Linked DNA regions of Pungitius pungitius: region 1 is linked to region 2. The links are chromatin contacts, called in public Hi-C maps. All regions are on one chromosome and are shown on one strand. The core of a region is the stretch at or near the end of the contact, and the rest is flanking DNA. Distances in the headings are between cores, read along the strand shown.

The links. A called contact is a pair of places that touch in the nucleus more often than the background predicts.
Region 1: a contact with region 2 is called in a Hi-C map of muscle, with 8 times the contacts expected there. The contact joins the promoter of zgc:174906 here to the promoter of LOC119223225 in region 2. A contact is called at or near these places in 2 of 2 Hi-C or Micro-C datasets (both in muscle).

The regions. Positions count from the first base shown.
Region 1 is chr1:31,141,360-31,147,545 of fPunPun2.1, reverse strand. It overlaps zgc:174906, which reads right to left and starts at 3,258. Exons shown (of 3, transcript XM_062564920.1): 1 at 2,977-3,258; 2 at 798-1,245; 3 at 1-717. The coding sequence starts at 1,233. The coding sequence ends at 422.
Region 2 is chr1:30,986,576-30,992,851 of fPunPun2.1, reverse strand. It overlaps LOC119223225 (chemokine-like protein TAFA-2), which reads right to left and starts at 1,562. Exons shown (of 5, transcript XM_037480403.2): 1 at 1,017-1,562.

The DNA.
Region 1 (6,186 bases), core at 2,009-4,508, 150 kb before region 2:
ATCAATATGCACATTCACAGAAAGCTAAATGTCCCATCACAAATTCTACAGATATCAAATGACCTGGTAAAAAGAGTATAAAATAACTGTTCTTTCAAAAAGAACATTTGTTAAAACAAAACTCTTAAAAAAAAAAGAATAACAGTAGAAGAGTAGAAAAGGAAGTTCATTGACCGTAGCCAAATATCTCAGAGCAAAGGCGTTACAATTGGCCAGACAAGCTCCATCCTAGTCCCGTGATTTGGTGTAGTCCAATTACAGTACGAACAATAAGGATGACAATGTTCTATTGATGAGGAACCTTGGGCTAAAGGCTTCAGTGGTAAGAAATGACACAAATCTTCAAGTGTTGTTTTTCCCTTACATGAGACCAGCGATACACTCATTTGGAGTTGAGATATGGTTGGGGTCTCGGCAAGTACTAGAGATCGAAGGCATCAGAATCCTCCAACAGTGAGTTAATGCTGTCGAGTGGCAGCGCACAGGGGCCCTGACTGAGCAGCGTGTGCAGGTTAGCAGCGGTGGCGTTTAACTTCTGGCTCGTTTTCCAGTAGAGCAGCATGGAAAACACTCGGTAGATGTGGCGGCTCTCGTCTAATTCTATCTGTTCCAGCTTCTTATTAGGGATGTCGAGAGTGCCAATGCCGATCTCCTTCCAAGATTTACCGATGTTAGGAGCTACTATCATCAGCTGCTTGTCCTTCACTAAGACGGGGTCTGTGAAATGAGACGGACACACGAGGTGAAGTTCAACACGATGCTTTGAGGGGAATAGTTTGGAATGTAGCGCGACTTACCTCTCTTGCGGATCTTTTTGGACGGCACGGTATCTTCTAAGTTACAAGGTCGTGAACCTTCCAATGAGGACACTTCCTTTTCAACATGGGGAACTATCGACGGAACAGGCTTCGGCCCACCTGTAGACGGTGTGATTGCTTGTACATCCTTAATAAAGCAAAGCATTGGGAAGGTTTCCTGCATTTCCTTTCCCTTCAGCAGTTCCAGCAGTCCCTGTGCTGCTGCAGGACCCCTCTGGATGATGTGATCCAGCAGGTCTGTCACTTTCTCACGAGGAACAGTGCGAGCTTTCACCTGCTGGTAGCCGCTGTCGGACAGCAATAAGGAAGAGTCTGCATGCTGGAGGACAAATTCGGCATCTGCACTTAGAATTTCTATCAGCTTGGCCTTCTGGCTTCTGAGTAGTTGGATTTCTGCAGCTGGTTCCCCTGCCATGGCGGAATGTCACTAGAAAAATAAAGTAATGATACATTATTTTAATGCAAGTGCAGATCAAATAGGATTTTACTGTAGAAGCAAATCAATTGAATCTATTCAACAGAACCGCCCTGTTACGCCCGGCCTAGGGGAGCCGGAAGTAGCATACACAAGAGTCTCCCCACCTCCCAAATTAAGACCAATGCCGCAGTGTTCTCGTTCAGAAGGGGTATTTATTTCAGTTCGAGGTCATGAACTTCAGGGTGAGCGTGGCCCAAAACAACAAACAAAACAATCTGTGCAGGTCCCCCTACCTTCCCTAGAACACACAAAGAAACAAACCAAATACAAGTGTCTTACCTATCTCCCTACCCGAAAACAGGAGAAAACATGAACAAACAAAAAGACTTCTCACCCCTACCGACCTCCTTGCTAAACCACCCCCACCACCCAAAAGTCCACGAGGTGCAGCATGGCCCGGTTGGAAGCTGGAGAGACAGGCAAAAGAAGAGACCGGGCTGGCTCTCACAGGATCCCTCTTATACACACAAGTCCAATCAACTGCAAAGAAGAACAGACACAGAGCAAGGCAACATATAACAGCAACCCTCTCAGGCAGGGAGGTGAGCTGCACTTTATTACGACACTCTGGGTCATAACACGCCCTTAGTCCTAGAAACAGCGAGATCCTCCTTGTGGCAATGGCAACTGAGTGGCAACTAAGTGGCACGTCAGTGGCAAAACAAGGCAAGCGAGTGGCAATTGCCAGTAACTCAGTGGCAAGTCCGGAGCGAGCGTCTCAGCGGCACGCTGAGTGGGCGGAGCCAAGTTTTCCTAGAAAACGGCCGTTGACGTTTTTATTTTTTATTAATTTGCCACTCAGTTGCCGTTGCTTGCCAGTGCCACGAGGAGGATCTCGGCCCTGCTGCTTAGTCTGTAGTCAGGTATTCAGGTTCCCACAATGGAGCACGTGGTGTACTTATCTAAGCAAAGAAACCACCTCAGTGAAATGAATGATTATTATTGAAAAGGGGCAGAGTGTATCTGGTCAATTTAACAGAAAGTTAAGGTGTGAAACTCATGTCAAACTCATTTTTTATATGCAAAAGTTCTTTTGCAAAAGCATATAACGGGGGACTTAAACATAGTTGAAAACAAGACCATGCAAACCTAGCTCCGCTGGATGCAGCAAGATTGTCTGCCAGAAACGTGAACATGAAACGTTGTGTGGTTTTATCGCGTCTTGGTCATTACGGAGCATATTAAGAACTCGGTGGAGCGAGCTGCATTGACGACAACTCGGGAAATACGGAACAAACCCCGTCCCGTATTATTCTCAAATACGGATACGAGACGATTCCGTATTTAAAGTGACGGGTGGCAACCTTATGTCCACTATACCGCCCCCCCCCCTTGTTGTTGATACGTTTACACTACCTAAACTGTCTGTTCTATGTAAGTAACCGTGGTGATGATAGATGACGATAGATGATACAAACGACACGTTATGCATGTCAACACAATATTACCCGGGTTGTGAAACTACATTTCAACAGCCGCGAGGTGCCATTATTCCCGCGTCCGGACTTCCTGGTTTGCCGCCCGCTGCGCGAGCTCCGCGCGCAAAGCTTGTGGTGACACCAGACGCGCGTCACACTCCCTCTCACCAACTCTCTCACTAACTACACGTAGTCACATTTAGACCCTTACCGCGCAGTAACAGCTGGAGTGAGGCGCCTTTCGCGAACCGTTTCTCTGTACCTGCCCGAGTGCTTCCGCTGCTTTCTCTTTGTCTGTTTCCTGCAGCCGGGTGAATGGCACCGTGCTTCCATCCAGCCGATGAAGAATTGGGGACATCTGGTGGAATGGATCACACTGTGCACACGGCACCGAGAAAGGCCCTCACACACTTTTCATTTCAGGACAAAAATAATACATTTAATATAGATAACACTGTTTTTGGTTACATAACAGAGGCCACCTCACCTGACACGTAAGTAAACGAACTAATAAGAAAATAACTATTAAAAACAAATCACGGAAAAAGTAAAAATATGAAATGGATAAATGATATGTGGCATTCAAATGTTATACAAAATATATACAATTTGTGTTGCAGAGAAGTATTTTAGTTCAACTAACTACACTGTAAATATATGTATAGGTTAAATATCTATCTATCTATCTATCTATCTATCTATCTATCTATCTATCTATCTATCTATCTATCTATCTATCTATCTATCTATCTATCTATCTATCTATCTATCTATCTATCTATCTATGGTTAATGTTGTTTATTTGGAATGAAATCAAATTCCCTTTTGTTGTTGTTAATACTGATTTAAACATGTAACTTTCTGGGTGCTGAAGATCAGTATTTAATGTTCATCTGTTGTTGATCATACCCTGTAAGTAGAATGCTGTCGACTAAAACAAAAAAGACCCATTTGATTAATTTGTTTGAGCAGAAGAAAAAAAAATGTCCTTGCCTATTAGAGATTGTCCAATGCTATGTGATGAAAGACGTGAGTTTTTTTTTTTTAAACAAATATACTCTGCACGTATATTTGCTGTTAACCGACTGTGGATGTGAACCCCAACTCTCCGGGTCAATGGAGCAGCAGTGCAGGGAAATTCACGGAATGACTATGAAACAGATGTGTGCGCGTTTACTGGGACATGCACGTTGATGTGAATGATGAAGGACACACACAGCACATCCGGGTTTATTGTAACATTTCATCCCAAGGCCTCTGACTGTTACCGGGACGACAATTATCAGTCACCACCGGTCACACGTGGGCTTAGCGTGTTTATTCAGCTTCAGTTCTGGGAAATGAGAAATCAATATCGTATTCCTGGACAGATATTTGCTTTGAGTGAGAGGAAAAGCCTCTCAAGCTCATTTCATCCACACACTGTATACACTCTGAGTCACTGTGTGTATTAGTTGCCTGAATAAATTCAGTTTTCTCTCTGCCTACAGTGGGTAGACGGACTAGAGAGAACCATCATTTATTCTTATTGTTTATTCCAACCACCCAGGTGACACTGTTAAGGAGGAATGCACCATCCATCCTTTATGACACTCCGGTGATCTACTGGCCGAAGAAAACACATGTGTTGACGCTGTGGAGCTTTCAACTCCAAATGATGTATAATGTGCCTTTGAAATATGCATTTAGTCCTTCTGCATTTAGTCACTACAGCACTACAATAGTGCAGCATGTTCTGTGAAAATGAACTTACTCTGCCACTGATCAAGTGCAATACCACTCACACCATTGTGCTTTTCAAGTGGTAAACTCCATTTGTATGTGCATGCTAGTGCTGGATGATATAATAGCTTGGACACTCCACAGTGCTGATGGAGTGTAATGCTGTTTCCTGATGAGTGGCTCTGGATCTATTCTACAGACCTCTGCACCTGGAAAATTGTATACAAAACGTGTACATAACTCAGGAGTAACCCAGCGCAGCAGCTTATCCCTCCATGTCTTAACTGAGAAATTGGATTTACATGTAAAGTAACAGAAAAGGTAAATCGCTCTTATTCGCCACTCCGAACCTCGAGGGACAAAATAGACTTGGTTCTACTTTTGTCTCGGCACCTTAACAATACACCTGTATGGACTTTTATGTGGATACAAAGAAGAACACCGTGCACATGAATGGACCTCTTTTACAAGATAAGAGAGACTCTTATCCCGTTATATGCTCCTTGGTTATATGTCCTTGCCAATTAGAGATTGTCCAAGGCTATGTGATGAAATACATGAGTTTTTTTCCTTCTTTTTAACAAATATACTCTCCCTTGTAGTACGTGCACGTATATTTGCTGTAAACCGACTGTGGATGTGAACCCCAACTCTCCGGGTCAATGGAGCAGCAGCGCAGGGACGACCATGCATTTGAGTGACTCTGACATGGCTGTTTGTTTTACATGCATTATATATGAAGGACCAGAGTGAAAGGAGGAAAGAGCATGAGGGGAAGGGCAGCAGAGCAGAGAGAGGCCGGCACTGTCAGGAGAGACACTGGGAGGGCAAAGGGAAGCGGCTATTTACAGTGGAGTGGAGGTGCACTGCGGGGGGGGGGCTTCAGTTTGCTGCACTGGAAGCTACATTTTGGACTTAGATGGAAGACAAAGAGCAAAGTACAACGATAAAAAAGAGGTATCCGTAAGGCTCAATTCACAGCGCCTGAGTAATTCCATCTAAGATTATACTATCCAATTGAAGTTGTAACGTGTATAAATATATAGTATATGACGCTTTTGCTCATTATGGGAAGGAAACAGTTTGCAGAGGACTTATAGGTTGAGCCTGCAATATAATTGACTGGTCCATTACCGCTGGTAGGAATATAAATAATGTTTGTGTGTGTGTGTGTGTGTGTGAATGTGCTTTTTGTTGGAAAAACAGAGTCTGACTGAAAGAGACATTCTCTGCATTAAAGAGCAGAGCAGCTGCTGGTGAAAAGGGATGAATGCAGAAGAAAAAGGAAGACCTTACCTGTGTGTGTGTGTGTGTGTGTTTTGGCAGTTGTGAGGTAAGCAGGCAGACTGTGTGAGACCATCACAGATTCACAGTTGAAGTGAAAAGACAAAAGTTGTGGGTGTGTGAAATCATCATGTCGTACCTGCTGCAATTCAACAGCGTGGCCGGTCCATGTCGCGTCGAGACCATTTTTAGAGGATTCACCGTCATCATTCAAATCTCTGCAACAGGGGGGAATCGGGATGATCGCAAACGGACAAAGAGAGCGTTGGAGAGGAGAGAGCAGACTGCAGCACGAGTCAACCCCTAGAGGGAGCTCCTATCATTCTAAAGTGCTCTCAGCTCGGTCCCTCTCTCAGCTCCTCATACGTTTCATAACTTCAGCCATAAAGTTTATACCTGCCTCAACCAAACAGAATCTCTAGTCTTTTTTGGACGTGAGACAACTACGTCAACACTCCAGAAAGCC
Region 2 (6,276 bases), core at 313-2,812:
GATATCTTCTGTACTCAAGTAATGTCACATCTTTAGTTACTTCAACATAGTCTGGTGTGGTTATTTTAACCCAAAACACAATATTTTTTTCTCAACATAACCAAGCACTTTCAAATCCCAGGGGTTTACACAGTTGCAATGATTGCTCGTGTTGCTTCATGTTCATTGGAAAGCTCACAAAAAATAATTGGATAACTTTTGCAAGAGGAAACGTATTGCTCTCGAGAAATTACCTCCTATGAGGGGTTTTAAACACATCCAGAGCTAAATGAAGTCGCTGTGACAACTCACAGCCTACACCCGGCCGAGCAAGGTCACCTTATGAAGTACCATCTACAGTACATCAGGTGATCCATGGTGCTGCTGCAAAAGAGCCCACCACTGCGTTCAGGCGGATGAGTGACATGCTGCGTGCACACAGTATGTTCCTGTCATGTAAAGACCACTGTTGATTGCAACAATACAGCGTGTGACTTCACTGGACTGGAATTCACACAGCACAGCCAGTCGAAACGAGGTGAGCAGCTGTTTTCCCCTGCTAAACCTCTGCATGACACACACCGCGCTGCACCCGGTGCCATATGCCCGTTTACGCACAGCCAGGACCAACCCTGTGTTGTGCGCGTGAGATAGAAAGAGGGGGGAGGTGGGGGGGAGAGACAGAGACAGAGAGAGAGAGAGAGAGGCTGTTCAACACCTAAAAACCACAATCATTTGTTTTTCTATAAAATCCATATCCCGGTAATAAAAATCATACATGCCAGGGTACGCCGATGGGATATTACCCTTTCTTTTGCTAAATTCTCAGTATAAAATCTCCAAAATAAATGGATGAAGCAAGTGTTATCCATTCTGTTCATAACTGCTTTTCGAAGACAAAAATAACTGACTAGTGTGTCATCAAGCATGTTAATCTTGCCTGACAGGTGTTTCACTGTTTTACTTTGTCTCACGCGCGCTGCAAGCAATCAACAGACCAGGCAGTTCTCTGCAGGCACCGAGCCGGTGATCCGTACCTGTCGGTGAGGTGTGACCGTGTTCTGTTAGCCCAGCAGGTGATCCTCGCTCCTCATCACCGATCCGCTATCCGAGACGGAGGAGTGGCTGGCATCGCCTCCCCGGCATCATAACACGGTTACTCCCTCACACCGGCCGCTCTGCTTCAACTGGAGCGGCAAAAGTTACACCATACCCTCCACCCCCGGAGCCGGGCAGGAGAGCAACGAGGCCCCCGGCAGATACGACCCCTCCTGGGTTAAAACCAGCGGTTACTCCGATGCAAGAAAAATAAAAAGAAGAGGTCCCCTGAAAGTTCCGCTCCTTTCCCCCGCTTCTACACAACGACTGAGACCGGAAACTTAGTTATTAAGACATGGCAACATGGAAGAAACATCCAACTTGAAACATCTCCTATCAAACCCTTTTGTTTTTGGATTTTTTTCAACCGCGGAATCCCTCGTTTATCCTCCGGACGAGAAAGAAGCCGAGCGTGACGGGACAGAGGTGCGATGCGGTCGCGGGAGTCGGGCAGACTGTCGCTGCGCTCCCGCCTTGTGCGCCTGGAAAACACGGAGCGCAGCTGCGCCTGTGAAGCGGAGCAGCGCCCCCCAGCGGCCCGAAGAGGCCACCGGCTGAGTGGAGAAGGAGCATGCGATGAATGACAATGACGCGTGTACAGTGATGTGGTCGAACACCGTGCGTGTTGCTGTTGGAGATACGATAATTGTCGTAGATTGGCAGACAAATTGAAAGAGGGTTGAGCTATTACAGCTATTACAGGCCGTCGTGTGTCAGCAGTTGCTCTCTTGGGGATGGAGGCTGGACATTGGGAAAGCCTGAAATGTTTGTGTCACTTCAAGAAGGACAAAACATTTGGATCTCCCACCCCCCCACTCGCCTCTCCCTTCTCCCTCTCGCAGCTGTGTGAAGTTCAAATTAAATTGAACTCACTTCAGCTGAGCTATGGGCCTTTTCCCGGTAGACTAGACCAACAAGAGCAGAAGGGTGATCGACACCATGCCCAACCAAATTGACCCGTGTGTGAGTGTTAGTGTGTGTGTGTGTGTGTGTGTGTGTGTGTGTGTGTGTGTGTGTGTGTGTGTGTGTGTGTGTGTGTGTGTGTGTGTGTGTGTGTGTGTGTGTGTGTGTGTGTGTGTGTGTGTGTGTGAGAGAGTGTGGTCTCAGTCTTCCACTGCTTGGAACAACCTGAGCTGTTCAAGGAAGTTTACTCACAACAAATGACTTTGTCCAGTCTCTGTGACTCTGCAGTCCTTTTGAGGAGGCTCCAGGGTGTAAATGTGTGTGTGACTGTGCAGAGGCGTGTGGGTGTGTGTGTGTGCACACACAAGGTGTATTTGTGTCTCGTCTGTCAGCTAGAGAAACAGGTAATAGCATTTTAGATGTTATCTGTTTCTCCAGCAGACGGACTAGGCCACAGAAACCAGACATTTGAGTTGTAAAACCATGTTGATATTCTCGCTGCGTGTGTGTACAGTAGAGCCTACATGGGAGAAAGCGTGCAAGTGCCTGTGTGTCTGTGAGGCGTGGTCGAAGTGACGGTGTATGGTTGCACACGTGGATGATTCATAGTGAGGCCGTGATTGTGCCCGTGTGCACGCGAGAAGGCTCAATGGCAGTCATACGTGGTTTCACCCAGTGAGCTAATCTGTTACACTGACAAAGCATTCAGATTACTGAACTCTCCTCTTCTTTTCGTCCTCACTCTCGATCCGAACTCTTTTTTTGTTTATTATTCTTTGATTCCTTTGTATTATCATCTTAATATACCAAAACATTCTCCATCTCTCTCTCTCTCTCTCTCTCTCCCTCCTCAAGTGTGACGGGTGAATCATGGATAACCAAGCCTTCCGATCCGTCTTCCACACGGTTCTGGCAGCACAGTTCAAATTCAGGACGTGGATTGCAAGATAACAAACGGAAACACACATGCAGGCGAGATCAATGGGCCACTAACTTGCAACACCTCCAAATCAACCTCATTCCTTTGGGATCTGTGGCATTTGCACACGTCCGTCCTCTCCCCCTCACACGAATACGCACACACATGCACGCACGGCAATTGGTGAACTCTCAATCACACAGGGCGGGATTTAACATGTACCAAACGGAGCGCTTGGTGGATTTCTGTCACAGAATAAATAGTTAATTCCCACAGAGAGAGGAGCTTTACGGACCACATGACAGCCCACGGGAGTCATGTTTTTTGCGTACTGCTAGCACACATACACACAGCTACGTGGGCATGTTAGTGAAGCAGCTCAAAATAATCGTATCACGTATGCTTGTTTCCTTGAATCACTGAAGGGAAATCAGCTCAACAAAAGAACCGAAATGGAGAAATATGCTGGCGGACCATGAGAGAATCCTTAAAGGCAGGAGAAGATGCCACATGGCCTTTCATATAGCAGTCAGAGCTGTTAATGAGTTCAGACAATCCACCACGGAGCAGAGGCCACACTCGAAAACCTCAGAGAGAACATGTAAAAAACAAAACAATATTCCATCATTTCAAAGGTTGTTCCACGAGCCCATCGGTTTCTAAAAAGGTGATTTTTTATAGCTGCTGTATGTACAGCCAAAGGATGAGGAATACGCTACAGCATGTCAGGCATTCAGCTCCACAGGCGACGCTCAACAGAAGGATCACTTCCTTTGGGTTCTTTCATGGGTTTTGGGGCCCTGAGATTACTATAGAATAACATCAAACCTATATCTTTTAAGAAGAAGGCATTTTTCCCCATAGCAAACACCCTTCAACAATAGATTGTCACCTGAACATTTCAGAATAAAGATGAAGGCTTTTTACATGGTATTATGTGTACAAATGTGCATGTGTTTAAAAGCCTCTTATTAGAAAAAACACGTGGCTCCGCGTGCTGTGTGCATCTCTTCATTTTTTGGAATAAACACCCAGAAACACACACTTTGTGTTCCATGTTGCATTGGCAGGCAGTCATACCGGCATTAGCATATGAAAGACGGCACCTGGAAGGTGTAGCTGTCACTGTTGTCGTTTCTTGTTGCTCGATGTGTTATCCATCGAGGAGGGCAGCTCCTCTGTTCTTGCTAACCCTCGGGGCTGTTGCACTCCCTCCCGTCTTTCTGTGTGTCTCCTTCTGACTGTCCCCCGCCCCCTACTCCCTCCCCGTAGAATATCCCCAGAAAGAAAGGACTACACAGGCGCATTGTTTATCATATTCTTTGTCCTTTTTCTTGGTCAAAATTCAAACACATGTTGATTCCATGGAAAACTTAAAGCATCAGAAAAAAAGTATCCCATAAGTATCCACTAAGAGAGGAATCTCTGAGAAATTAATTTATAAACTTGAAATAGATGCATAAGCCATTTCTTTTTATGTAAATTGTGCTTTTTAGAAGAATTTGATGTGCGGCTTTAAAAGAAAGTTGCGGCAGATCACTCATCACAGACCATTAGTGGGGTTGAAAGACAGAGCTGCCCTCGTCAAAGAACACTTCTTTCTCAAATAGCAGCAGGGCGCACCGTAGCATTTGAACTCTCTCCCATCTCCTCTGTTTCTCTCCCTGAAAGATGTAAATGTTCAAACAGACTAATTCCTTCAAAGCCTCGAAGAGCATGAGAGATCAGTCTCTGCCCTCATTGCTAATTGATGGTCTTGCATCGCAGCATGAAAGCTCCAAGAGTCTTGCTCGAGACTCTCATTTGCATCAACTACGCTAGAGTTAGCCGCATTAAGATTACATGACAGACACACCGTACGCTGATCTGCTTCCTGCCACGTTAAATGTCATTTACAGTACACGCAAATGAGCTGAATGATCTCAGTGCCCAAACCGCGAGGTAGGGTAGCCCGCTGTTATTCACGCGGTCAAATTTAATGTTGCTCTCTTTTCCTCACCTTTCTTTGTGACTGGTCAAGCCACAGGTGCATGCTCCTTTCCCCAGCGTGTGCTTTTTCCCCCCCGAGGAGGCCGGCGCGGTGTGCGAACTTCAGACAAGAGAGCAACATGACAGATTGACTGGCATCATTTTCCAGCTGGCATGGCAGCACCTGGAGACCCTCCAGGAAGAGCTGGGAGGATGCTGACTTTAGAAAGGGTTGCCCACGATGCTCCGCTTGCCCCGTTGCCACGGCACCATTCACACGGAAGAGCGGACAGAGGAACGAATGCAGGTGTAGATCCATTTGGTAGTTTTTGTAAAGTTAATCGATCCCCTTTCAAAGCGGCAATTATTTATTCAAGCTTTGACACCATTGTTGTCACATCTTGACATTGAAAAACAAACGAAAATGCCACTTACAATATTCACTCTTTTTTGCCCTGTTTTCCGTCTTTAGCTGCTCAAGTGTCCACTGCGTTCACCTGCTAATCGCTAACTGAGTCTGATATTTGGTGTGTGCAGGTAGTGTTTTTTTGGAAAAGCAGCCCAATGGGCCTGAGTTTTTTAGTTTGCCCTGAAGAGCCGGCCCTCTCACACATTGTTACAGTAAGAATAGTTATATGCAGCTTTCAAGTAACGGTCTGTATCATTTGTTTTGTAAAGCAATTTTCTAGCCACAAAGACGATTATAGTATTGTAGTAGTTGTTGCTCCTAGTTTTAATATAATTGTATGAAATAGATCATTGTTTGGGGTTGGAAGGGGAGGGGCGAGTGAAGGAGTAACTTATTGGTTGCAACACCAACATGTGCCCCTACATTTTAAACATTGTTCCTGTTAACTCACCTTAGATCACTCTGGCTTACTTAGTCCCCTAAAAGTACGATTCGCTACAACACAATTCAACCAATGATGTGATCAACACCCTCCGGTCCTTCTACAGTCGACTTTGACCAGCGTTTGCATTCAGTGCCAAGCACAGAACGAGTGTATTTGGATGCTTTATGCATTTATTTGGCATGGACACAAGAAGATGAGAAACGCTCCCAGGCTTCGGCCCGCGGTTTTGTCACACACGTGTCACACAAGGAGCGGGCAGATAGTGATGATCTCTTTTAACTCATCAGATACCCGCCTGTGGTGGGAGTCAGTTAACCCATACGTGGAGAATGATATGCGCACCAGCTGGAGAGCTCTCTCAGTGCAACGAGAGACTTGTTTCCTCGGCTTTTTAAAATATTCAGAGGTGAAGTGGTGAAGATGATGTCACAGCTTTGCAGTGCAAATACAAGCTGTATTTCTCTATAGTGCAATAGAGAGTAACAGGAAAAAGGTCTTAATGCCTACGAGAAAAAAAGGTAGAAATGTTTTTTGTTTTTCATTATTAAACCAATC